Regions from separate parts of the Sus scrofa genome. Here region 1 is linked to region 2. The links are chromatin contacts, called in public HiChIP or PLAC-seq maps. All regions are on one chromosome and are shown on one strand. Each heading gives the region's core, a stretch centred on a gene start, on an enhancer-like site or on the middle of the called end of the contact. The rest is flanking DNA. Distances are from core to core; before and after follow the strand shown. Region 1 holds the start of FLOT1 (flotillin 1). Region 2 holds the start of MRPS18B (mitochondrial ribosomal protein S18B).

Region 1 (6,970 bases), core at 4,136-6,635, 98 kb after region 2:
CAGCTCACGGCAACGCTGGATCGTTAACCCACTGAGCAAGGGCAGAGACCGAACCCGCAACCTCATGGTTCCTAGTCGGATTCGTTAACCACTGCGCCACGACGGGAACTCCTCTTTTTCTTTTTTCTTAAATCATTCTATGTGGTTTTAGTGAAGTTTTAAGAGAGTGCGCAATTAGCTGCACTTATTCAATCTATCTTCTTTGAAAAACCCTTTCTTTTTTGCTTTTTAGGCCCGCACACTTGGCATATGGAAGTTCCAAGGCTGGGGCGCCACAGCAATGCAGGATCTGAGCTGCATCTGCAACCTACACCACAGCTCATGGCAACGCCAGATGCTTAACCCATTGACAAGGCCAGGGATGGAACCTGCATCGTCATGGATCCTAGTCAGGTTCGTTTAACCACTGAGCCATGAAAGGAACTCCCCGAAAAACCTTCTATCTCATCTCCCTGCTTCCTCTCTTTTCTTCTGACAATCAATTATCCACACAGCAGCTGGACTAATCCTTGTAAAAGCATAAGGAGATGAGAGCGCCTCCCTGCTTAAAAGTTCTCCAATAGCTTTCCACTGTGCTTTGAATCTTCTGTCTCCACTGTGACCCCACCTGCACCCTACATGAGCTAGCCCTGCCCGCCTCTCCTCCTCACTCACAGCACACCAGCCATACCAGACACCTCCTTTGTGTTCCTGGGACAGGCCCAGCTCTTCCCTACCTCGGGGTCTTTGTACATGCTGGACTCCTGCCTAGCCATTTGCCACTTTAGCTATTTTATTTTATTTATTTATTTTGTCTTTTTGCCTTTTCTAGGGCCACACCCACGGCATACGGAGGTTTCCAGGGTAGGGGTCTAATCGGAGCTGTAGCTGCCAAGCCTACACCACAGCCACAGCAACGCGGGATCCAAGCCGAGTCTGCAACCTACACCACAGCTCACAACAACGCCGGATTCTTAACCCACTGAGCAAGGCCAGGGATCGGACCCAAAACCTCATGGTTCTTAGATTCGTTAACCACTGAGCCACGACGGGAACTCCCTTAGCTATTTAATTTTAAAATTCAGTTTCTCAGTCACCTGAGCCACATTACAAGTACTCAACATCACAGCACAGATATAGAGCATTTCCATCATCACAGAACATTCTATTTGAACAGCACCGGACGAATGTTCTTGGCCCACAAACTCCCCCACCCCCCCACCTGCAGCATGTGGAAGTTCCCAGGCCAGGGATTGAACCACCTGTGCTGCAGCTGCAGCAATGCGGGACCCTAAACCCGCTGTGCCGCAAGGAAATTACAGCCCCAGCTCTTCACAGTGCCGGCTCTTTCTCACCATCGGGGTTTATTACATACCGCTTCCTCACTGAAGCTTTCTCTGATCACCCCGACCTAATAGAGTACACCCGTTTACTTCCTTCAGAGCACTGAAACACCTTAATTAGAGCCTGTGAAGCCAACTTATTTGCTTACTGGTTGTTTCCTGTACTATAACATAAAGCTCGATGAAGTCAGGCATCTTATTGTCTCATTCACACTTATACCCTTACCCCCAAAACAATACCTGGCACACAGTAGGCACTTAATAGATATCTGTTGAATAAATCCTTATTTCCCCAGTTCCTAGCACAAAGCCTGGCACAAAATGAGAGGCTGATAAAAGCTGACAGAACCCAAGCCACCCCAACTCTTTGATTTGCAATCAAGGGAAGCCATGTTGAGAAGGTTTAGGGCCTTATCCACCCAGACTAGTAGTTTCCTCTGTTAATGCTTCTCAAACTCCAATGTGTACATGAATCATCTAGGAATTTTGTTACAATGCAGATTCTGACTTGATCAGTTGGGCTGGAGCCTCAGATTTTGTGTTTCTAACAAGCTCCCCAGTGATGCTGATGCTGCCCAGAAGCGGACCAGAGCATCCTTCGAGTTGCAAAGCACTAGGCCACAGCCACACTCAGGTACCTGTCAAGCCATCTGAGATTTAACATTATAACTAAAGGTGTGTTGCACTTTATGCTTTCAGCCTGTACCAACTGCTGCCAAAAATGAATTTCAGAATATTGCGATCCTTTGGGTAAAGGCCTTAAAGTTAATTTTTTTTTTTTTTTTTTGTCTTTTTAGAACCAGATCTGTGGCATATGGAGGTTCCCAGTCAACCTATGCCATAGCTCACGGCAACGCTGGATCCTTAACCCACTGAGTGAGGCCAGGGATTGAACCTACGTCCTCATGGATACCAGTTGGGTTTGTTACCGCTGAGCTACTAAGGGAACTCCCAAAATACAGCTGATGTTTGTTATTCATGGTATTTGTTTTATAAAGTAGCCATGAATTAATTATACTGAATCAATAATGCTTATTTTGTTCCAATGGAAAATACAAAGTTAGGTTCCTATGGGCCTCTGGTCATAACATTTTCATCAACAGAGCAAAACATACCCTTATTTTTTGTATATTTCTGCTTAGAGACACCACATGCTTACATTGTTGATTAACAATGAACTCACAGCCAATACCACTATAACTCGGGCCTGAAAGCAGCTTATCTAACACACACGTTTTCTCCATCAGGCACATCACAGCCTTCTTTCATTTAGAACAGCGGCACTTCAGCACTAGGCGTGGGGTATTTTAAACTGTGAGATCACCAACAAAGACCACAGAAGGGCAGAAAATGTGGCAATGAATATACTGTGACAATGACACTGTTTACAGCATGAGCTGAAACAAGAGGGCAGACCATCTTTTTGTTCAACCTCAACTAGGAAGCACACATGAGGCAACTCCAATTTTTCTCCACTCTGCCTGTCTGCAAATGGCCATGAGTACAAAGAGTACTGATTCTGGGAGTAACCAATAAATGTTAGCCATGAGCAAACTCTCCAGCACAGGATCGGAAAGTGATGAGGACTGACTACACCTCCCTGCATCATCAAGGGCCCCGAGTCTCACTTGGTGGATTCAAAGCCCAAGTCCATGTTTTTCTTCCTCACACCCTTCCGTGGTCACCAGGGCTGCTGTGAGCCCCTGGAGTACCCTGAGCAAGTTAGAAAAAGGCACCCCTTTCCTCTAACTGGATGCAGGCCCACTGACCCAGGCCCGAAGCACAGCTTGGTGCGTGGAGCATGGGCTGGATCTTAGCTCTGGTTCATGCCCTCATCCAGGTGCCTGTGCACAGGGCACAACCAGCCCCAAGCCTGTCATCAGCCCTACCAATGATACTCTTTCTAGGCTTTTTCACTGCTTTTCAGTTGAAATGTTTAGGTCTTTTAAATCTTCCTCATATGGAGGAGCTGGGTCAGAAGTGGAGGGCCAGAATAAGGGAACTGGAGTTAGAATATGAGAAAGAGTGGCGGCCTGAGAAGAACGGGTTGGGGGTGAAGTCCAGCCGGCCATTGGGCCAGCATGGTGGCTCTGACCTGAAGCTGATAGGCCAGGTCAGCCTGCGCTCGCCGGGTGTTGACCTCGATGTCATAGGCAGCCTTCTTCAGCTCGTAGTCCCTCTGCGCCTTGGCCATCTCGATCTCACTCAGGTATTGAGCAGACACCTTTTCCTGCTTGGCTTTGGCCTCCTGTCCATGCAGAGATCAGGAAGGGAGTCAGAGTAGGAAGAGGAAGGCCCCGGGGAGAGAGTCTGCTCTCCAACAAGCTCCCCATCTTTGCCCCACACCTGGCCTCATCTATATCCTCGCTGCCCCCACTCTTCTAGCCTCCATGCTGCCCCCTCTCCCACCAGATACTCAATAAGCCCGTAGTGACCAAGTGACCCCGTCTCTCTCACCCGGATCCCAGCATCTCTCTTGGCCTCTGCTTCCCCAATCCGAGCATCTTTTTGGACTTGAGCTGTTCGGGCCTTCCCCAAGGAGTGCAAATAGTCCTGTGGGAGCAATGGAGAAATCAGAGTCCTTGGGAGGGTTTAGGAGATGGGGGCAGGGCTGTGGAGAGGAGCCACTGCCTGGGTTTACCTGATCATCGTGAATGTCCTTCAGGGTGTAGCTGACCACGCTGATGCCCATGTTGACCAGGTCTGAGGAGGCCACTTTGAAAACTTGCTCAGAGAATTTCTGCCTGTCCTTATAGATTTCCTAGGATAACAGGAAGAGAGGTGGATGTTCTGTTGTGGCTCAGGGGTAATGAGACCGACTAGTATCCATGAAAATTAGGCCTTGATCCCTGGCCTCACTCAGTGGGTTAAGCACCCAGCATTGCTGTGGCTGTGGTGTAGGCCGGCAGTGGTAGCTCTGATTCCACCCCTAGCCCGGGAACTTCCTTACGAAGCCCTAAAAAGCAAAAACAAACAAAAAAGACACGAGAGAGGGAAGGAGGAACGTAAGTGCTCGGATCCCCTGGCCACTGTCTCCTACAGGTTAGCTCAGTCCTTAACCCCCCACTCCCACCCCAGCATCCTTTACAGATCTTTCCGGGCCCTCAGGCCCACCTCCACAGTCATGTGGGCCATGATAGCCCTCTGGTGGCCCTCCAGCGTCTCCAGTGCGATGTGGGCAATCTCAGCCTCCGTCTTCCCCAGGAACATCTGGCAGGCAGCCGCCAACATCTCCTTGTTCTGGCCCTGGATTTTCACCTGTAGCCAAAATACGGTTAGGGATAACCTAAAGGTCTCATGAAGCCAGGGGGAAGCTGGGAGAAAAGTGGGGAGAAGTCAGGTGCCTTGGGAGTCACTGGAGAAGTGGAGACATTTCTCATCTGCAGAGGTTGGGAAAGCCACGGTCAGAAGAATCTTAACGTCTGGGGATAGAGAAAGTGACAGGGGAGTAGGCTTTGAGGGAAAGGCTCTGAAAGCCTCACCTGGGCAATGCCAGTGACTGAGATGGGGACCCCATGGCGAGTGTAAACCTTTTCACTCTTGACATTGAGAGTCAATGTGTTGAGAGAGATCCTAGGGAAAAAGAAGGAGTGAACAGTGTGAAAAGGAGGAAAGAGAGAAGACAAGGGTTCCCTTTCCTTAGTTCTCCTCTCACCTACCTCTGGATTTGCTGGATGCAGGGCAGGACAAAGACACGACCTCCAGCCACCATGACTGGGGGGCTCCGGCAGAAACCTGGAAGGTCGAGAGGCAGTGGGCTGTGGTGGCTGGTGGCCAAAGTAGAGCTGGAACGTGGAAGAGAGAACTGGGCAAGGGCGGGGGGGCATCCCCACGAGGAAATCCGGGAGCGGGCGGGGCAGGGGGCGGGGAGCCTGGGCCTTGGAAGGGTATCGCTTGCAGCCGTGAGGGGTGGTGTGGGCGGAAGGCTTGGCGCTGGGGAGCTGGTAGGGAGAGGAGGAAGGGGCCTCTGCAGGGACGGAGGGGGGTGCGGGTCACTAGATGAGATGAGAACAATACTTACCAGAGACCACCATGGCCTCGTTTGGGCCACAGGTGAAAAACATGGCTCAAGGTGGAGCTGGAGGAGGGGGATAGAAAGCCTTTGCAGATCGGAAGGGGCGCCGTGGAGTACACAGGAGTAAACCTCTTCCTTTTCCCTGGCAGTCCCGCCCAGTCTGTGGCCGCAGCGGCCCAGTCGCTTCCTCACCCATGGATCCGCTAAGGCTTTTTCCCTGTGCAATTTCGCAGATCCCCAGCGACTGCCTGCTCCCTGCCCCTTGCTGTCCCTGCCCCACCTTCAGAAATGACTGTTTCTCCCTTCTCCCAGCCCCTAAAGGCCCCCAGACCCTTGCACCACCCTCCCCGCTCCTCCGCAGCCCGACTCCATCTCCCCTCCCCCAACTACCTTCCTGGACGCAGGCGGCGGCCGGGCAGGGGTCCCTGGCAGGGCGGGGGCGCGCAAGGGACCCGTGCGCGAAGCAGGGGAAGCTCGCGCAAGGCCTTTCAAGAAGCGGGATCTGGCTTGGCGCCCGCGCCCCCTACCCGGCCACACCCTGTTGCTGCGGCAGACACGACCCCGCCCCCCGCAGCACCCCACCCGCCCCCGGCGCTCGGCCCGCCCCTTTCCCGGCAGGCCCTGCTCCGGCCCGCAGCTCGCAAGTTCCCCGCCCACCCCTGCGGCCGAGCGAGCCACGAGTGGGACTGGGAGCCCCGCCTCACGCCCCTCCCCACGCTCCGCCCCAGCGCGCGGGACGTGACCTTCGTGTGTCCCGCACCCCGGGGTGAGAGATTGACTCATCTCGGATTTGCCCCGCAGAAACTAACTGGGAATACCGCAGACTGGGCAACGAACGACAGCATCCGGTCACCGGATGCTGGGTTCCGAGCCTCGAGTCTCGGGGCGGGAGCCCAGGGCCCCCGGGAGGAGAGCCCTCTGGGGATGTGGTCGTGGCTCCTCCCGCCCGGCCCTGGAGCCTGAAGTCTATGAGGAGTGGGCATCACCGCTTGCAGAGACACTCACATGACTGTTGACAGTAAATCAAGTTTATTTGTGTTCACAGAACATACTGGGCGACCCCACAGCCGCCCTCTGACAGCCCACTCACCCCCGCAGCCACCCCTTGGGGGCAACTTCAAGGAGATCGAAGGCCAAGGACAATATTTCCACGGTCCCCCGAAGCCTCACATAGTAGAGCCGAGAGTTCAGATGCTGGAGGACCTAAAGTGTCACCCGCTAAACCTAGGACCCACCACCGTCTTCGATTCCCAGCCCGGACCCGAGTTTTCTCCATCCCTCTCCCACCCTCCCTCAGTTCTGGTGCTTGCCTCCACCAATCCCACAGAACTCAATAAATACCCAGAGATCTGCACTTGCAGCAGGGAGCACATCTCGCTCCGCAGCATAAGTTAAAATAAATATTAGGTGCCCCCCTCCATCACCTAGGGGGACATACATAAATACATATAAATATTATTAGGAGCAATGAGAAATAAATTAACAACAGTCTTCCTCCCCATCCGGCCCAGCCCCAGCGTGTCGGTGCCTGTCTCTCCCAGGCTCCCAGGGCGGGCGTCTCCGCTGTAGTGTTCTGAGTGTGAGTTGCCTCAGGAGTCCCAGTTTGGGATACGCTCTTGCGCACCAGGTACAC
Region 2 (7,137 bases), core at 687-3,186:
TTAACAATCATTTAAAGTCATAGTCAACTACTATTTCTCTGCCCATCTCCTTACCCTGCAATCTTTATGTACAGATTGCTTATTAATCTGGCAAATTGAAAGGCGCCCTGCTTGTCTCACACACAAAGAAGTGGGACTTCTGGGCCACAAGATCCACCATCTTTTGTATGTGAGCTCATTAACCCTTTTGAAGACTGCAGCTAACGAGAGGAAGGTAACCATTCCTCTTTATAAAAAAGTAAACACTTATGGCTTTGGCAGTCTGGAAATTGGCTGGATTACCAAGGGTTAACCATCAAAATCCTAACTTGCTGGCCCTCCCTCCACCCTCTCCTTGCCCGCACCAGGGCAGGGAAGAGGTAGGTGGTAGAGGAGAGAACACCACTGTTAAGACCCAAAGGCCCTTTTAATGGAGATTAAGCGACCGGATCGGTCCTTCTCCAGTTCTCTATTTGTTCTATGGTCTCATTTCGTCCTCTCATTATTTTTGGTTTCACAACGGGAAACGTTGATTTCTTGTTGCAAGGCTGGTTTTTGAAAATTCGACACTTACTATCCAATTTTTTTGCGACGTCAGCACCTCGGGCTCAGGGGGGGAGGGGGTTAAAATTTTAGAGAAAAAAATAAAACAACCAACCAGGACCCAAAACTCAATTATTTGCGGGGCCTCATTGGATCAAAAAGTCTCTTTAAAAAAAATAAAGGCCAACTCAGTATTCATTTCCCCCCCCACCCAACTCCATTTAGGGAGGGGGGTCGTAGAAAAAAAGTTCTGAGTGGATTCAAAAAAGTAAACGCTGGATGAGTGAATTTGAGTGGGTTTGGGAAGGGAGGGTGGTTGATTATTTTTGAAGTTATGTGGTGACGGTCCTTCGGCCACAATTTCAAGTCCCAAGCAGCGTGGGCTGGTGGGGTGGGCAAGATAGGTGGGAAGGGGCAGAAGACACAAGTGGTTGGGCTGGTGGCTGCTGTTTTCCCTTTCCCCCCTCTCTCAGGATCCTTTCAAGGGCTTAGATGTTGCTGCGGCTTGTTTCTTTTTTCCTCGTGGCTGGCCTGTCTTTCTCCGAGAAAATTCAAACCTGGGATAAAAGGAACAAAAGGGAGAAAGATACAATCAATACGGGTTGCTCGGAAACGCCCCAAAATACCGTTTTTGTTGCCCTCAAACACCTCTGTGTCCCATCCCGAAAACAGCCGCTTAACACAAGTCATGGCTCCCAACTGAGCCTAGGCCGAACCCGTTTCCCAGGCCAAAAATGTCACCCTCCAACCGACAAAAAGGCGAAACTTACCTCTAAACGAACCCCAGAATGGCGGCTGCCCGCTCGGGCGGAGTCTTTTATACCCGGACGCCGCCCAACGCGCGCAAACGTGCCAGTGAAGCGCCCTTGTCGCGAGACATTGTGCGCGAGGCGTGAGTTCATTGGCCAACCAGAAAGACAACTCGCCAGCTGATTGGCTAGCCTGTCTTCGGCTTCGCTCAGCCCCTTCCCCTGGGCACCCTCTTCCGCCTCCTTCCTGGCCCGCTAACGCGTGCGCGTGACCGGGCGGCCTAGCACCTCCCTTTCCTCTGCTTCCACCACTTCCGCCCTCGAGACCATTTCTCACCCTGGGTTGGTAGAATCGGACCGGCGCATGCGCAGTGAGAGAATCTCGGTCAAAATCTCCTTCAAAATTGCTTACAAGACAAACTCGAAGAATGAGGTCTAAGAATCGTAGTGACTGGTGCCGCAAAAACGCAATTTTGAGGCCGAATTCGATTGTGACGCAGTTGAAATTGCCTTCTCCTTATGGCCCCCCTTTCTCGTTTCCGTCTTGACGCAGATGCGCGGCCGTCTTCCGCACTGCGGGCGCGTCCTTGGCCCTACCCCCAGTCAGTTTCCAGGTGCATGCGCAGTCGCCTTTCTAGCCTTTCCTGCTTTGGGCGTACGTCAAGATGGCTGCCTCCATATTGAACGTGTTGCTGAGGCGCCTTCCTGGCGTTTCGCCCTTCAGAGGTGCCTACGGAGTTCAGGTAACTCCTTGGAGCACGTTTTGTACAACCCAAAACTTAAACTGTACTTTCTCTAGGTTGTCGCTCCACTTCTGGGAATCCAGGAGCGGAGAGCTTCCCGATTGCTGTCAAGGCAATGCTTTACTTCCACCACTCTCTTCCCTTCTCGTTCCTCGATACTGCGCGCATTTTCTTATTTCGAGTCGAGGGTGAAGAGCCAGGGTTGGATGGTATCCTCTTCCCTAGTTTCCATCTCGATTAAATAATTAAGAGATGGAATGAACCCCTTGGTCATAACACAAACCAGCTGTGAACTGTTCAGACGATGTCTAAATCTGCGATGCCCAGTAAGGTCTTTGGGTTGAGGGACAGACACTAACTTCTACCAGCCCTGCTATAGCCTAATAAAGCCAGGACACATTCTCACGACCTGGGGACCAGTGTCTCGGCTCTCTTTATGTCACTGAATCAGTTTCTCATCAGAGCATACATGAGCTTAACTTTGGGTCGAGGTTTCCCTCCAGCCTCACGTACTTACCCCCCTGGAGGTTCTTGGCAGGGCAGATTCTTAGCGGGGCAGGGCGAGATGGGAAGGCTTAGCCCAGCTGCCACTCCCTACAGTGGGACTAAAAATTGGTGACAAGGGTCACCACAGAGTTAATTATAGGCCTGGTAGCTTTAAAGGTAGCGTTAGGACTCAAGTTTATTCTGTCCTATGGAATGTTGACCTTCAACTTTTTATAAGGCTGGGCAACTCAGTGATTCAGGATCGGATTGAGTGGAGATTCATCTGTCTTTGCATTTCCTTCCTGCCATTCATCTTAACTCCAAGAAGATAAGACATTCTCCCTTTTTCTCCACTAGACTCGGTCTGTCCCAGAAAGGACAGAGTATCTTATATGTGCCACGTTTTTGAGTTGTTTTCTCAAATAAATTTGCCTCCCCATCAGCTATCTAGTTACCCTCCAACATGACTCTTTCTCTGAAGATCCAGTTACAGTAGGGAGACTGGTGGTTAATGATGTCAACTTAACCCCCCCACCCAACGCTACCTTTCATATATATTTCATTAACATAGTGGGTATAGATTCTTTTTCTCCCTGAACTGTTGGCAGCTAACCAGTCAGGTTTCTCCTTGAACTCACTGTCTCATTTCCACTCTCCTTCTATAGGTTCTCCTCCAGACTCTTTGCACCAAAGCTCCCCCTGAGGATGATTCTTTGCCCCAGGTTCCCATTTCCCCTTATAAAGATGAACCCTGGAAATATCTGGACTCAGAAGGTACTTCTTCATGGGGGAGGGGAGGGCAAGTCAGGTCTGAAATAAAGGGACAGAGATGCCCCCCACCACCTGCACCCAGACATGACTTAAGTGGCCTTTCATTTCAGAATACCAGAACCGCTATGGTTCTCGCCCTGTCTGGGCTGACTACCGTCGCAACCACAAAGGTGGAATACCCCCACAGCGGACTCGAAAGATGTGTATTGTGAGTTTCTGAAGGTGACACATGGATGGGATGTGGAGTGGGGCTGAAGGCTATAGCCGCAGTGGTAGCTGCACTTTTTCAGACAAGGCTTTGAACATCTTCACCTGCCAGTTTCTTCTCTCTACAGCGGGGAAATAAAGTTGCTGGGAATCCCTGCCCCATCTGCCGGGATCAGAAGTTGCACGTCGACTTTAGGGTAAGGAGAGTCTTTTCTCCAGAATAAAGACCTAGAGTGCTAGAGAGATTACCTTAGGTACCCCTCACTCTTCATGTCCTGGTGCCACTAAAGTTTTTTGGGTTTTTTTTGTTTTTTGTTTGTTTTTGTTTTAAGCATAGTTGATTTACAGTGTGTCAGTTTCTGCTGTATAGCAGAGTGCCCAAAGTCCATTTTATATTGACTTTCCGGCAATATGAAACATTCCTTCTTCTAGCCTTTGCTCTCTGCTATGGGTTATACTAAAAAGCTTCATCCACTATTAAAAAAGAAACCTTCATCCCTTGCCTATGAAATTTATAGTCTAAATTGGCAAGCAAGAGAAATACTCGTTTCTAATGGGAGGGCTACACCCAAGGCTTCATTTTTATACATCACAGTTAGCAGCAAGTAGATTGGACTAGTTCTTTCTCTGAGGTTTTCTTTATTTTGTCGGTGGCATGCTGGAGACTAGGGGCTGGAGGGCAGGTACATGAAGCAAGGTACAGTCAGTTATGTTAAAAAAAAAAGAAAGACACTTCAGTGTGAGAAGGACAGGACCTGTTCCTTAAAGGATTCAAAAACCTTATGATAATGGAAACGTGCTCGTCTGAGTTTGCAGGGCTTAGAAGTATTAAGAAGGTCGTCAGGGGAGTTGGAGGGCATTTGTGTGTCAGTCAGCAGAAGGGGGTGTCTGACTGCTGTCAGGCTCCTTCAGAAGCAGGTTGTAGAGGAGTCCAGGAGCTACTTCTCAGTTTCAGCTGTGTACAAACTATAACCATCTGTATACAGTTTATAGTAAGCTGCCTGGCTAAGGGAGAAAGGTTGAATAGTGCAGATGATTCTGCTTGCTATCCCACTCCACAAGTAAACCTGCTTTTTCTTTGGGAATCTCACCACCTGTGATTAATTGCTGGCTGAGAATCATTCTAGTAATTAAACCTTTTTAACTAATCTTAGTAAATAAATAAATTACATAAGGCATAGTTTTTGTTTGTTTGCTTGCTTTTTAGGGCCACACCCATGTCTATGGAAGTTCCCAGGCTAGGGATTAAATTGGAGCTATAGCTGCCGGCCTATGCCACAGCCACAGCACCTCGGGATTTGAGCAACCTACACCATAGCTCATAGCTGGATCCTTAGCCCACTGAGCGAGGCCTGGGATCACACTCGCATCCTCATGGATCCTAATTGGGTGCATTAACCGCTGAGCCACGAAGGGAACGCCAAGGCATACTTTTGTATACATTAATCATTTATAAATGCACCTTATAACATGTACTACATTTTATGGGTGATTTCATGGATTTGCCAAGACTGTCCCTAATTTGTTGCATGAGGGGCCGATGTTAGACCCTAACCCCTGCAGAAGAGAATTCTATGTGAGTCTTAGTGACAGAGTGTCTGATGTGCACATAAAAGGGTTGAAAGGCCAGGAAAGGGGGAAGTTTGCAAGTGTGTTCAGTAAGCGAATGGGGCTAAAACTGGACATTGAAGGAGGGCAGCACCTGGAGAGACAGAGCAGGGTCCAGGTCCTCTGGGCGGGTGTGCAGGGACTGTGCCCTGTCAGTCTCTAAATGTCTGTTTTGCTGCCTTCCCTTCCCTCTCTTGTTTCTCCACCACTTTTCCCTACAGAACGTGAAGCTCTTGGAGCAGTTTGTCTGCGCCCACACGGGTATCATCTTCCATGCCCCGTACACAGGTGAGCCCATCATCCCCGTCCCCACCAGAATAGCCTTCGTTACAGCAGTTCTTGTATTTATTAAGACGACAAGTATTTGTTTGGTGGCTCCTACTAATGGCATAAAAAGTATGCTGGAACCTTCTGAGATGTTAGCCTATTGTGGATACTCATGCTAAAACAGTTACATGTGGGCCAAAGGCAGAGGCAGTTATCAACATAAGCAAACCATCGAAATGCAGCTCTTCAAAGATGAATGGTAGTGATTGTTTCCTTTTTATAGTCTTTTCACTTTTAAGAAGCCTTTCTCATAATTGACTATCACAGAGGTACTTTTATGCGCTCTGTTGACAGTTCAATGAGATTTCCCAAATTTGGGATTGTAAACTTAAAATTTCAAGATTATATCTATTGCCTAAGTACAGCTACAGGCTAAATCTCATTCACTGCTATGTTTTATTCTGTTCTTTTCCTTCCTTCCTTTTTTGACTTCTTAGGGCCACACCTGCGGCATATGGAGGTTCTCAGGCTGGGGGTCTAATTGAAGCTACAGCTGGCAGCCTACACCACAGCCACAGCCACAGCAACATGAGATCCAAGCCACGTCTGCAACCTACACCACAGCTCACAGCCTTAACCCACTGAGCAAGGCCAGGGATCAAACCTGCAACATCATGGTTCCTAGTTGGATTCATTTCTGCTGCACCACTTCGGGAACTCCCTCTTTCTTTCTTTCTTTCTCTTTTTTTTTGGCTGCACTGCAGGATGTGGAAGTTCTCAGGCCAGGAATCAATCCCACGTCACAGCAGCAACCCAAGTCCCTGCGAGGATATCATCAGATCCTTAACCTGCTGTGCCACAAGGAAATTCCATGTCCATTTATTTTCATATTGTCTGCAACTCTTCCCAGGCTGCAATGGCAGAGTTGAGCTGAGACAGACTATAATATATGCCCTAAAATACATGGCCTTGTCCAGAAATATTTTATCAACACCTGCTCCAAAGCAAAATAAATTTGCAAAGAATAATTGGAATCAACCCTTTTGTGGGGTGGTAGCATGCTCAGTGGAGGTTGGTTTGTCAAGGAGTTTTAAGAATTTTATTTATTTATTTATTTTTGTCTTTGGTCTTTTCCAGGGCCACACCCGTGCCATATGGAGGTTCCCAGGCTAATCGGAGCTGTAGCAGCCAGCCTATGCCACAGGCACAGCAATACCAGGTCTGAGCCGCCTCTGCAACCTACACCATAGCTTACAGAAATGCCAGATCCTTAACCCACTGAGCAAGGCCAGGGATGGAACCCACAACCTCATGGTTCCTAGTCGGATTCGTTAACAATTGAGCCATGCTAGAAACTCCCGAGTTTTAAGAGTTTTATAGTCAAGCCGTAAAAAGCTGAAGGAACTATTTTGCTACTTTCTCAGATCACCTTCCCCAGACCTGAAATCCTTTCTTCCTTCATTGAATCTTTCTCTTTGTATTGTCAACTCAGCCATTTAACTAAGCACATTTGCCTTTTGGATTGTGTTCTGTTCCCTGTATTGAAGCCTTTACCATCAAATGGCTTCTTTATAGGTGGCTTGACCCTCCTAAAGTCTTCATCCTGGTTCTCAGAGAAAAGGTTCTTCCCATTGAGCAGAAGGGGAAACAGACTCATGGAGGGGGCAGGGGAGTGGGGTCATTAGTAGAGCCAGGTCTTCCAAGTCTAGCCTTCAAGCATCATATAAAAGCAGTTTTGTTCTTTAATTACTGTGACTTTTTTGTTGTTGTTGTTGTTGTTTCTT

Evidence for each region. HiChIP or PLAC-seq counts read pairs in DNA pulled down with a chosen protein or histone mark.
Region 1: a contact with region 2 is called in an H3K27ac HiChIP or PLAC-seq map of alveolar macrophages. The contact joins the promoter of FLOT1 here to the promoter of MRPS18B in region 2. A contact is called at or near these places in 1 of 5 promoter capture datasets (fetal liver), 16 of 47 Hi-C or Micro-C datasets (adipocytes, alveolar macrophages, blood and 9 more) and 2 of 2 datasets of contacts at active chromatin or transcription factors (alveolar macrophages and skeletal muscle).

What each region holds. Positions count from the first base shown.
Region 1 is chr7:23,259,213-23,266,182 of Sscrofa11.1, forward strand. It overlaps FLOT1 (flotillin 1), which reads right to left and starts at 5,386. Exons shown (of 12, transcript NM_001128483.1): 1 at 5,344-5,386; 2 at 4,982-5,057; 3 at 4,805-4,895; 4 at 4,437-4,580; 5 at 3,964-4,083; 6 at 3,780-3,875; 7 at 3,418-3,570. The coding sequence starts at 5,386. It overlaps IER3 (radiation-inducible immediate-early gene IEX-1), which reads right to left. Exons shown (of 2, transcript XM_001927551.4): 2 at 6,348-6,970.
Region 2 is chr7:23,164,378-23,171,514 of Sscrofa11.1, forward strand. MRPS18B (mitochondrial ribosomal protein S18B) reads left to right here and starts at 1,937. Exons shown (of 7, transcript NM_001123140.1): 1 at 1,937-2,014; 2 at 3,166-3,274; 3 at 3,382-3,479; 4 at 3,607-3,675; 5 at 5,308-5,374. The coding sequence starts at 1,937. It also overlaps a transcript of PPP1R10 not described here.